2 separate regions of the Capra hircus genome follow, and region 2 is linked to region 1. Evidence: chromatin contacts called from public Hi-C data. All regions are on one chromosome and are shown on one strand. Each heading gives the region's core, a stretch centred on a gene start, on an enhancer-like site or on the middle of the called end of the contact. The rest is flanking DNA. Distances are from core to core; before and after follow the strand shown. Region 1 has its middle 9.8 kb from the start of THOC1. Region 2 holds the start of CLUL1 (clusterin-like protein 1).

Evidence for each region. A called contact is a pair of places that touch in the nucleus more often than the background predicts.
Region 2: a Hi-C map of blood shows a contact between it and region 1, with 5 times the contacts expected there. The contact joins the promoter of CLUL1 here to the enhancer-like site in region 1. A contact is called at or near these places in 2 of 5 Hi-C or Micro-C datasets (blood and liver).

What each region holds. Positions count from the first base shown.
Region 1 is chr24:35,557,752-35,563,426 of ARS1.2, reverse strand. No RefSeq gene overlaps it. Among named protein-coding and RNA genes, the nearest start is that of THOC1, 9.8 kb to the right of the region's middle. Within about 2 kb of position 3,621, at least 1 of the 5 cell types and tissues checked has an H3K27ac peak or open chromatin away from gene starts, as enhancers often do.
Region 2 is chr24:35,850,585-35,856,259 of ARS1.2, reverse strand. It overlaps CLUL1 (clusterin-like protein 1), which reads right to left and starts at 2,257. Exons shown (of 8, transcript XM_005697062.2): 1 at 2,190-2,257; 2 at 1,117-1,235. The coding sequence starts at 1,222.

The DNA.
Region 1 (5,675 bases), core at 2,372-4,871:
GAGGCCTCCAGACAGAGCCTGGAGCAGGACTGTGCTGGGACTGACCCAAGCCAGGCCTTCCTGTGCTGCCCAGAATCAGAGCAGCACCCTCAAAACCAATCTTCACTCATGCCCACTGTGGATAGAACAGTCTCAGAGCATTTACAGGTTTGCTAAATGGGTGATTGTACTCTGTCAAACCCATAGTTTAGGTTGGAAGTTGGTGATCAAATCCTACAGGAACTACCCGCTGGCTTTCCCATTTAGTGGAGGCATAGGCCTTTCATTCTAGAAAGTGCTGACTGGCAGGAAGGCATATTGTCTCAAGAAACAGATGTACAGTTAACCTGGAATTTTACATCTTCCCCAAATACAATAAACCTTGTTTTCAATGAAACCGGTTAAGTGCCTTGTGTATTATGAAATTCTTTTGATGAGTAAGTCAGATTATTTATGGACTGTTGGAAGACCAATCTTTCCCTGTACAAATTGCAGATGGATCATTTGGGAAAGGAGCCAAAGGGTCAGGAAGAGCTCTTTATCACACTAATGCACAAAGACACACAAAGCATGACCCAGATATAAAAAGGGGCCAGCACACTGCTAGTAGATGCCATTCATGGCTGAGCTGAGGAGACTGCCTGGAAGCTGTGACAACAAAGAAAATGATGGAGGAGAAAGGAGGGGCGGGAAACACTCCCCAGGGAGAAACACAATAGGGAGATCAGGAGGATCTGGGCAGGGTCTAGCCTCAGTAGAAAAACAAGATATAAAAGGACCCCATGGGGAACTTCCCTGGTGGTCTAGTGGCTGGCACTCTGAGCTCCCAATGCAAGGGCCCCAGGTTCAATCCCTGGTCAGAGAACTATATCCCACATGCCACAACTAAGCATTTTTATGCTGCAATTAAAAATTCCATGGGCTGCAATGAAGACCCAGTGCAGCCAAATAAATTAATTAAAAAAATTTTTTTTTAAAAAGGAGCCCATTTTTCTAGTTTCTTCCCCATCCTCTCCCTCCTGAAGGTTCGAATCCAACTAGGCAACATATTTGATTGCAACTATCTACCCCTTCCATGCATTCCATCATGGTTAGAGTTATATTAATTTGGATAACACTAGCTGCTATCATAAACAGCCCCTCAAAAAAATATATAATGGCTCAAGGACCATAAACGTTTCTTTCTTTCCCATAATTCAGCATAAAGGAGATATTGTTTGGCAGCTCTCTTCCACAAGGCGATTTAGGAACCCAGGCTGCAAACATGTGACTGTGTCATTTCCTAGGGCCCTCTTCTGCATTGAGACACTAAAAGGGAAACAAGTATGAAGAGGGCACTTAAAATCCCTGCTTCTTAAAACTCTAGTTTGACTTCTCACTAACCATTGGTTAGAACCTCACTGCATTGTATGCTTGCTTGCAAGGGTGGAAGAAATATAGTGTATGCAGCTGTCTGCCCAAAGAAAAAAATGGATATTTTTGATGAATGGCTAACCATCTGCTTGGAAGCAGGTAAACATTTTATCTATTTTTGCAGGAATGCCTTCTGCTGTGCATTGTAGGGTTGAAGTGAAGTGAAGTGAGGTTGCTCAGTCGTGTCTGACTCTTTGCGACCCCATGGACTATACAGCCCACCAGGCTCCTCGGTCCATGGGATTTTCCAGGCATGAATACTGGAGTGGGTTGCCATTTCCTTCTCCAGGGGATCTTCCTGACCCAGGGATCGAACCCAGGTCTCCCGCATTGTAGACAGACACTTTACCATCTGAGCTACCGGGGAAGTCTTAAAACCCATCAAAAACATTGTAGGGTTAGTAGCAAGCAAACATTAGTGAAACAAGGGGTGTCTGAGTGACTGCTGAGATTCAGTCAGTTCAGTTCAGTCACTCAGTTGTGTCCGACTCTTTGCAACCCCATGAATGGCAGCATGCCAGGCCTCCCTGTCCATCACCAACTCCTGGAGTTCACTCAGACTCACATCCATTGAGTCAGTGATGCCATCCAGCCATCTCATCCTCTGTCGTCCCCTTCTCCTCCTGCCCCCAATCCCTCCCAACATCAGAGTCTTTTCCAATGAGTCAACTCTTCGCATGAGGTGGCCAAAGTGCTGGAGTTTCAGCTTTAGCATCATTCCTTCCAAAGAACACCCAGGGCTGATCTCCTTCAGAATGGACTGGTTGGTGCTGAGATTAGAGTAACAATAACTTTCAGTAAGTCTGAGCCAGAGTCCTCATCTGTAAAAGTACACAAAACTTTGAGGATCAAATAAGACAAGGTGTAAATAACTTACAAAGGTGCACATGTAAGCTCTCAGTACGTTTATAGTTATTATTACTCTGATCTCAGTTGTCTCTTATTAATGTCATTTGGAAGTTTTGCTGCTATTTAATTCATATATTTGCTTTTAGTCCTGTAGTTACATAAACGTCATATACATGAGATGTTTATATTTAGTTTTATGTTTGTTCACTTAAGAGACATGAAATAATTTTAATCATCACAAGGGATCTGTGGAAATGTTATCCTTTTTTAAAAAGGGGTTTATTCATTTAAATTTGGGAAATCTTGTAGCAGAATCAGGCTTGATGCTATTCACATCGCAGCCTCCCCACTTAACCACCAGTTTATTCAGTCTTTGCTGGTCCCTACCTCCCCCTCTGTGAAATGGGCACAAAACTAACACATCACAGTCACTGTGCTGGGAATTGAGATAATGCATGTGACAGACTTGTCTAACACTTAGCATATCCCCAGTAAATACAAATTCCCTTCCCTGTCTCATAATATTTTCAAATTGAGTGAAAGGAATTACTTGAAATGCAAAACTAACAAGGTCATGTCTTTAAAGAATTCCTCCCTTTTAAGAAAATGGAATCATAATTTGCCTGGACATTTCCAGAGTCTCATCAGCTAGAATACTGATCAAGATGCAATAATAAAAAAAAAAAAAAGAGGAAGAAGCCCCTGCAAAATAGGAAAGGCAATGCTCATATTACAAATGTATGTGAAAGTCTAGCTCCCTGTTTTTGAGAAAGAAATGAAGATGAAAGAAAAGGAATGTTGGAGATACAATCCCTTGAGGTTTCCACATAGCAGGCTCAGAATAGCAGTAAGCTACCTGATGGAAAGGATTTTAAGGAAGGAGCATTGCTTCTCCTGGTTTGCCCATTCTGAGCACCCAAGTCCTTCCTACAGTTCAGGCGGGAGTTGTTTTCCTTCACTTTGAAAGCCTTTTTGGTTCCTATATTTGCAAAGGCTCAGAGTTCATTTCAGATCTAACCTTCAATACAGCCGCCCATTTTATTTGTTCACCCGGGTAATATTTTTCTACTCTCTTAGTCCTGCAGCTCCATCTGGGGCGCTCCCTCTTGAAACCTCAGTTACTGCTCAGTCAGTACTCTCCTAGTGATTATATCCCAGGGTCAAAGGAGATGGGCTTATTTTATTCCCTATTTTGAACACACTTCATTGTTGGGGTTCAGGCTAAAAATGGATTTCCACACATTCTTTTCTGCAGGACCAGAGCAATGGTTCTTGCGGCATGACATTCATTAGCAGTCACCTCCCAAATCCTCTCACACATACACGTTGAGAAAAACTACTCGGTGACTCAGAGTGGGGGCCATGAATACAGTCAGACACATCAGGAAGGGTCAGCCACAGTAGTGATGACTAATCACTGAATCCAACACAAGAAGGGTCAGATCAGTTAGAGCAGGAGAGAGAGGCATCCCGGAAGAGGCAAAAATGTATGCAAGTTATTAGACACAAAAGGAACTGAGAGTAGCTTAGTCTGGCTGCAAAGTATGTGGTTAGAAGGTGAGGCAAAACAAAAGAAAAACAACGTATAATTATGCCTCTGGAGTCAAATACACTCAAACTCAAATTCTACTCCTGTAAAGAATTCTTGAAATTCTCTGAGTCTTGGTTTTCTCATTTGTGTAGATTTCTTAAAAAATAAGGAATCAATGAGCTCATGTACATAAAGCATAAAAAAATGACGGCAAAAGAAACCAATGTATGCTTAGCATATGGTAACTTATTATGAACATAAATATGTGTGTGCTCAGTCTCTCAGTGGTGTCTGACTCTTTGCAACCCCATGGACTGTAGCCCACCAGGTTCCTCTGTCCACGGGATTCTCTAGGCAAAAATACAGGAGTGGGTAGCCATTTCTTCCTCCAGGGAATCTTCCTGACCCAGGATTGAACATGCATCTCCTGGGTTGGCAGGCAGATTCTGACCACTGAGCCACCAGGGAAGCCCAAATATGAATATATCAATATATGAAGCTGATGGGTTGGGCATGGACATACTATGAATAGTTTTGAATGTGGCGCTTAATCCAATGAGGTCTTGAAAGCTATTTGGAGCCACTGAAGGACTGGACTGATCAGATTTCTGTTTTCATTAAGGCAGACACTCAAGTAAAAGGCAGTGTGCTAATCACTGTGGGACATGTTTGAATACAAATACTATCTTCGACTCCCAGTCTCCGCTTCACTGCCATCAACTGCTGAGGATTTAGTGTGGGTCCGGTGCTAACTTCAAAACAGGAAACTCTTCCCTACTTTCCATTTACAAAGTGGGAGGAAGGAAGCCAGAGTTGGGCAAAGAAAGATTGTAGTGGAAAGTCTAACCAGAACCAGCCTAGCCCCAAGGGCAAAGTGCTTCATTTTCCTCCAAGAGTTATGAATAAAAATAGCACATGCTACAGTGAAGGTCACAAAACCTCATGAAATAGTCATGACTTAGTAATTCCCCTTGATGTAGGTCTTTTTCATTTCTTTTTGAAATTGACATACACAGCTATTAGAGGAACTCCTTAAGAGAAAAAACACCAACAAAGTCCAGCTGAGTCTTCCTGACTCCTGCAGCCTGGATGGAGCTGTCAAGTTGCTCAAAATTAAGGAAAAGGAAGTGTTCTAACACAGCATAAAACGTACATACGTACCATTTTTTCTGTAGTAATAACTGACTTACAATTTGCATTGACCAAAGAAGTTAAAGATCAGTACCAGAATGCACTTCAGATAGAAATAAATCTAAATACAAAAATTTCTCTTCTGTCTCTTCCCTTTTAGAGGAGATATTTCCGTGCAAATGCTGACCTCTTGTGGTAAGAACCAGTTACTTCAAAGAGGGTATCATTCCAAAGGAATTTAAGATAATTTGTGTTATCATAGATAAGAGAGTTTTGCCAAGAGTCCACTGGTCATAGAAAACACCCTCTTCCAACAAAACAAGCGATGACTGGATACATGGACATCATGAGATGGCCAATACTGAAACCAGATTGATTATATTCTTTGCAGTCACAGATGGAGAAGCTATAAACAGTCAGTAAAAACAAAACCAAGAGCTGACAGTGGCTCAGATCATTAACTCCTTATTGCAAAACACAGACTTAAACTGAAGAAAGTAGGGAAAACCACTAGGCCCTTTAGGATGACTAAATCAAAACCCTTACCGTACAAGTGACATAGATTCAGGGGATTAGATCTGATCAGCAGAGTGACTATGGACGGAGGTTCGTGACATTGTACATGAAGTGGTGATCAAAACCATACCCAAGGAAAAGAAATACAAAAAGGCAAAACGGTTGTCTAAGGAGGCCTTACAAATAGCTGAGAAAAGAAGAGAAGTGATAGGCAAAGGAGAAAAGAAAAGATATACCTATCTGAATACAGAGTTCC
Region 2 (5,675 bases), core at 1,008-3,507, 290 kb before region 1:
ATAATAATAATAATAGAAAGAATACAACGAGTTTACCAGTTTTTCGTGTCCCCCCAGTAGAGGCTTAATTGTTTTTTTAATTGCATCAGACTCCAAAAGCAGATCACCATGCTTGGGCTATCAGCTACCACATGGAGGGGGCTACCCGCCCCCGCCCCCCCCCCCCCAGGGAAATACCTTCTGTTCTTCACTTCTGAGCTTCCAGCCAAGTCAGAGTTCATTTAACCCCATCTTATCATTCTCCTCAGAGCCTGTTTTCATCTATCCAGTTTTTTTCCTTCCTTTTTTTTTTCCTTTATATTAGAAGAAAACATTGAATTTTCTTCACAGACAATTTATATTAAATACCCAACTGGGAACCTCAAACAGAGAGAACAATTTCCCTTTCTTTCAGTTTCAATTACCTTCCCAGAAGGCATCAAACCTAGAAAGTATCTGGTATAATGCAAGATTCTTTAATAACCTCCGGGATGTCTCTAACACCCCTTTAGTAAGCCTTTAGTGAGTATGAAATTCATCGTTTGTCATACTCTTCACAATAGCCAATGTGGCCGCCAAAGGAGCTTAACCTGGCCTCCAAATTTATTTACAGATCCACAAAAGGAACATTTAAACTAATTTATATTTCTAAGATAGGCACCCAAAGCGTATCTCATCAAACAAAGGCTCCAAGTATGAGCACAAACCAACCAGATTCGATGTCACTCTAACCCATCCTTTCACAGTCCCACGAATAATTGCATGGATGACTTTAATTGTTTAAATGTTTCAAATGCTAGCAAAGAATTTCACTGTTCGTTAAAACCATGCTCAGAGGACACCAAACATCTGGATGAACCCAAGCCGTGCAGCCTAAGACGCTGGCAAGTTTTATCTCTGCAATGGTGAACATCTGGAACTGTGAAGCATTCTCAGAGACACAATTGGAATTTTCTATTTTTAATCCAGATGTTTGGCATCTTGTCTACTTGGCTTAAGAGCCTGGAGAACGTCTCCCTGTGAGACTAGAGGGCGTTCTGAATGCGGTTATCTCTCAACTGTAAATCACAGTAAGTGCCAGGAGGACATGGAAACAGGCAGATGGGACACCGTGCAGAGAAAGAGACCAGACATTACCCTTCGGGTCTTCATGGGTAGAAATTCGGTCCTTCCCAGTAGGCGCACAGAGACAGTCTTTCAGCCGCAGCAGATACAGGATAAGCAGCAAGAGTGGCAGCTTCATCTTTCCGCCGTGACTGTGAAGGAAGGATAAACCTGTGTCAGATGCCTTCGGTGTAGTTTCTGTTGGCATCAGTTGAAAACACTTGGTGAGCCAAAGCATTTTTCTGTCGATTTTTCTTTATGACTTTAGACAATGTATGTTGATATGGTTGGGACATAGGAAGCTTGAAATCTAAATAAATTCTTTGAAAAGACAACCCAAATCCCTCTTTTGTTTGCATTCTTCATGGCAGTTAAATAAGGTCTTCATCTGAAGCATTTGAAATTTACGGCAACCAAAAGTATGGATCCCAGCCCCATAGAATCCAAACTTCATTTTATTTCCTTGTCAACAGTAAACAACCCCAAACACAGAATTAGCTATGTCAGAGGGGATTGTTTTTTCTCCAGAATTCTGAGGCCATAAGTAATTTTTAAACTAGATGTTTAACTTCTTATTTTTTTAATGAAAGCAAGATTTTTCTCATATATCTTATAAAAGCCATCAGATAAATGAATCACACACAAGTTTTTTTCTTCTCAGATAATAAATTTCCTTTTATATAATTAGTTGTAAACATTCCCAATAAAAAACATATGCTTTCACAGTTATATCTCTAGATTATCTTAACTCCCCCCAAAAAGGATATTTATATTTTTTATATATATTTGTTATTTTGGAATAAAAAACCAACCCTATATTATTTAATCTACATTTGGAATGTCTTTTTAAAATACTAGTAGTTACAAAGCTATCATATTTTACATCTAGAATTATCATTTCAGCTAATTCTTCTCTTTTTGTTAAGACCCTTTCAGTTTAGTGTTGGTCGCTCATTTGTGTACAACGCTTTGTGACCCCGTGGACTGTAGCCCACCAGGTTCCTCTGCCCAAAGGATTCTCCAGGCAGGAATACTGGAGTCAGGAGCCATTCCCTTCTCCCAGGGATCAAGACCCTATTTACCAAATAAAATTTTAACATATTTACCACTAATTTTGCAGGCTCTCCCCAGTGAGGTTGCCACCAGCTTCTGCAAGGACCTTCACTTTCCTCTGATTTAATGTTTGTCTGTGTCAGGGATTTAACCTTGTTCTATTAATTTGATGACACAGCTCTTAATCCTATTAACCTAACATTGTGAGATTAAGAGTATGGTTTAGAATGTGGTAGGGTTTTGAAAGAAACACTAGAGGGCGGGCTGTCTACATGATCAGAAACAGTGATCTTGAGCTACTTTATTTTACACAATTTTTTTTTAATACGGAATTCTTCATACATTTGGGTGTCATCCTTGTACAGGGGCCAGGCCTCTGTATTGTCCCAGTGTTTGTATCTGTGTTGCCAAAACAAGCATACACAGATATATTTGATAAGACTCATTAAAGCCTTAGAAATATTTTTTTAATTTGAAATTTTTTCTATATATCTTCTTACACAGGCTTCCCAGGTGGTTCAGTGGTAAAGAATCCGCCTGCCAATGCAGGAGACGCTGGTTCCATTCTTGGGTTGAGAAAGTCCCCTGGAGGAGGAAATGGCTACCCACTCCAGTATCCTTGCCTGGAAAATTCCATGGACAGTGGAGCCTGGCAGGCTACAGTCCTTGACATTTCAAAGAGTCAGACATGACTGAGCACGCATGTATGTACACGCGCACACACACACACACACACACACACACACACACACACACCTCTTTGTATACAGGTCAAACAAATTTCTTTGCTGGAAATATAAGGAACAATATGAAAAAGAGTAAGAAAATGCTTAGATAAAACATTTTGAGATAACTAATAAGGACCTACTGTATTGCGCAGGGAACTCTACTCCATACTCTGTGATGACCTATATGGGAACAGAATCTAAAAAAGAGTGGGTATATGTATACATGCAAGTGATTCTCTTTGCTGTACCTCAGAAACTAACACGGCATTGTAAAACAACTATACTCCAATAAAATTAATTTAAAAAACATTCTGAAGATTATTTACATAGTTGTTTGGCATTTTAAAAAAAACATATGCAAACATTTTAACTAGATGAAATGATAACATCTAGCATACAAAGAGTGTAATAGGTGAGCATTTCACTACAATATACTAATTGATTAGCTGAGCTAAAAATACAGCAAATGATTCTTCTAAAAACAATTAGAGAGTCACCATAGCAGCTACTGTAGTCTGGGTCTCTGGCTACTGAAATCTCAAGATTGTCTTGGGGTCCCTTTTCCAAGTTTGGAGGGATTCAATTTATTGATGCTTATTGATTGGACTTATTGATCACTACTTATTGATGCTCAGTACTTTCCAGCACGTCACACTGACTGTTCTAAACTGACTCGCCTGCCTTTTTGGGGCCCTTAGAAGTTGATCGTTGTGTCTGAGCAACCTGCAGTCTGGAGCAGAGATGATCCCCTGGGACACGGGGATGGGGAATTATAGGACACACCCGAAGTCTTGTCCACATCTCATTTAGCTGTCTTGTGTGTGTGCTAGGTCGGTTCAGTCATGTCCGACTCTTTGTGACCCCACGGACTGTAGCCTGCCAGGCTCCTCTGTCCATGGGGATTCTCTAGGCAAGAATACTGGAGTGGGCTGCCATTTCCTACACCAGGGACCTTCCTGACCAAGCGATTGAACCCAAGTCTCCTGCACTGACAGGCAGGTTCTTTACCCCTGGGAAGCCCTTAGCTGTCTTGACTATCTGGCAATTCTCTGTGTTAGTTGAAAACCTCTTAACTCTGCTAGAAAACAGATCAGCTCAAAGCAAACTCTGAACTATTATTATGTTAAGAAGCCTCATGTCACTTTTGAGCAAATCTAAACCACCTCTACAAACAGATGTGTCTCATTCTGAGAAGTGATCACATGGCCAAAGGAAGAAGCAGCACTTGGGGTCTTTTTCTCAGGAAGACAAGAGTCCACTTCTGGGAAAGTCAATCCTAGGAAATTGTGCAGCATCACTGCCAACTCTGACCCTGAGAAACCTTTCTTGTTACTTTTCTGTTGTCCAAATTTGGACTCACTTGAAGTCATGGCTGGACTCTACATGCTTTTTCCGTTTTTCTTTTTTTTTTTTTCCTTGTTGTTGTTTTGGCCTCAAGGCATGTGGGATCTTAGCTCCTGGACCAGGGATCAAACCAGCACCCCCTGCATTTGAAAGTGAAGTCTTAACCACTCGACCACCAGGGAAGTCCCAGCAAGCTCACATTTTGTTGAAAATGAAGCCAATGTTTAGGAAGACTGGTGGCTCATTCTCTAGTGGCAGGTTTGTTTTCCTCTGTATTCCATCAGTTCAGTTCAGGCGCTCAGTCATGTCCAACTCTGCAACCCCATGGACTGCAGCAAGCCAGGCTTCCCTTTCCACCACCAGCTCCCGGAACTTGCTCAAACTCATGTCCATTGAGCTGATGATGCCATCCAACCATCTCATCCTCTGTCGTCCCCTTCTCCTCCTACCTTCAGTCTTTCCCAGCATCAAGATCTTTTCCAATGAGTTCGCTTTTTGCATCGGATGCCCAAAAAGTATTGGAGCTTCAATTTCAGCATGAGTTCAGTTCAGTTCAGTTGCTCAATCATGTCCGACTCTTTGCGACCCCATGAATTGCAGCACGCCAGGCCTCCCTGTCTATCACCAACTCCCGGAGTTCACTCAGACTCATGTCCATTGAGTCAGTGATGCCATCCAGCCATCTCATCCTCTGTCGTCCCCTTCTCCTCCTGCCCCCAATCCCTCCCAGAATCAGAGTCTTTTCCAATGAGTCAACTCTTCACATGAGGTGGCCAAAGTACTGGAGTTTCAGCTTCAATATCATTCCCTCCAAAGAAATCCCAGGGCTGATCTCCTTCAGAATGGACTGGTTGGATCACCTTGCAGTCCAAGGGACTCTCAAGAGTCTTCTCTAATACCACAGCTCAAAACCATCAATTCTTCAGTGCCCAGCCTTCTTTATGATCCAACTCTCACATCCATACATGACCACTGGAAAAACCATAGCTTTGACTAGATGGACCTTTGCTGGCAAAGTAATGCCTCTGCTTTTTAATATACTGTCTGGGTTGGTCATAGCTTTTCTTCCAAGGAGCAAGCATCTTTTTTGGCTGCAGTGACCATGTTTCCCGTTAAAGTGTAATTTCTGAAAACAGAACTTTATTGCTTATTAGTACTAATTACTTTTAAAATATCCTGAAGCTTCCAAACAGTTTCTTCCTCTAATTATTTCATCTGTTTTCACAGCTGTTATTTTGTTCTTAAGATTAGGCAACACTTCATGCAAATCTGGTTACTTTCATAATTATGACATCACTATGTTCAAGATTTAAGCAGGGCGTAAAATACTATATTAATAACTAGTAGGTTGGTAACTTTCCCAGGTGGCGCTAGTGGTAAAGAACCTGCCTGCCAGGGCATGAAACATAAGAGGTGTGGGTTGGATCTCTGGGTTGGGAAGATCCCCTGGAGGAGGGCATGGCAACC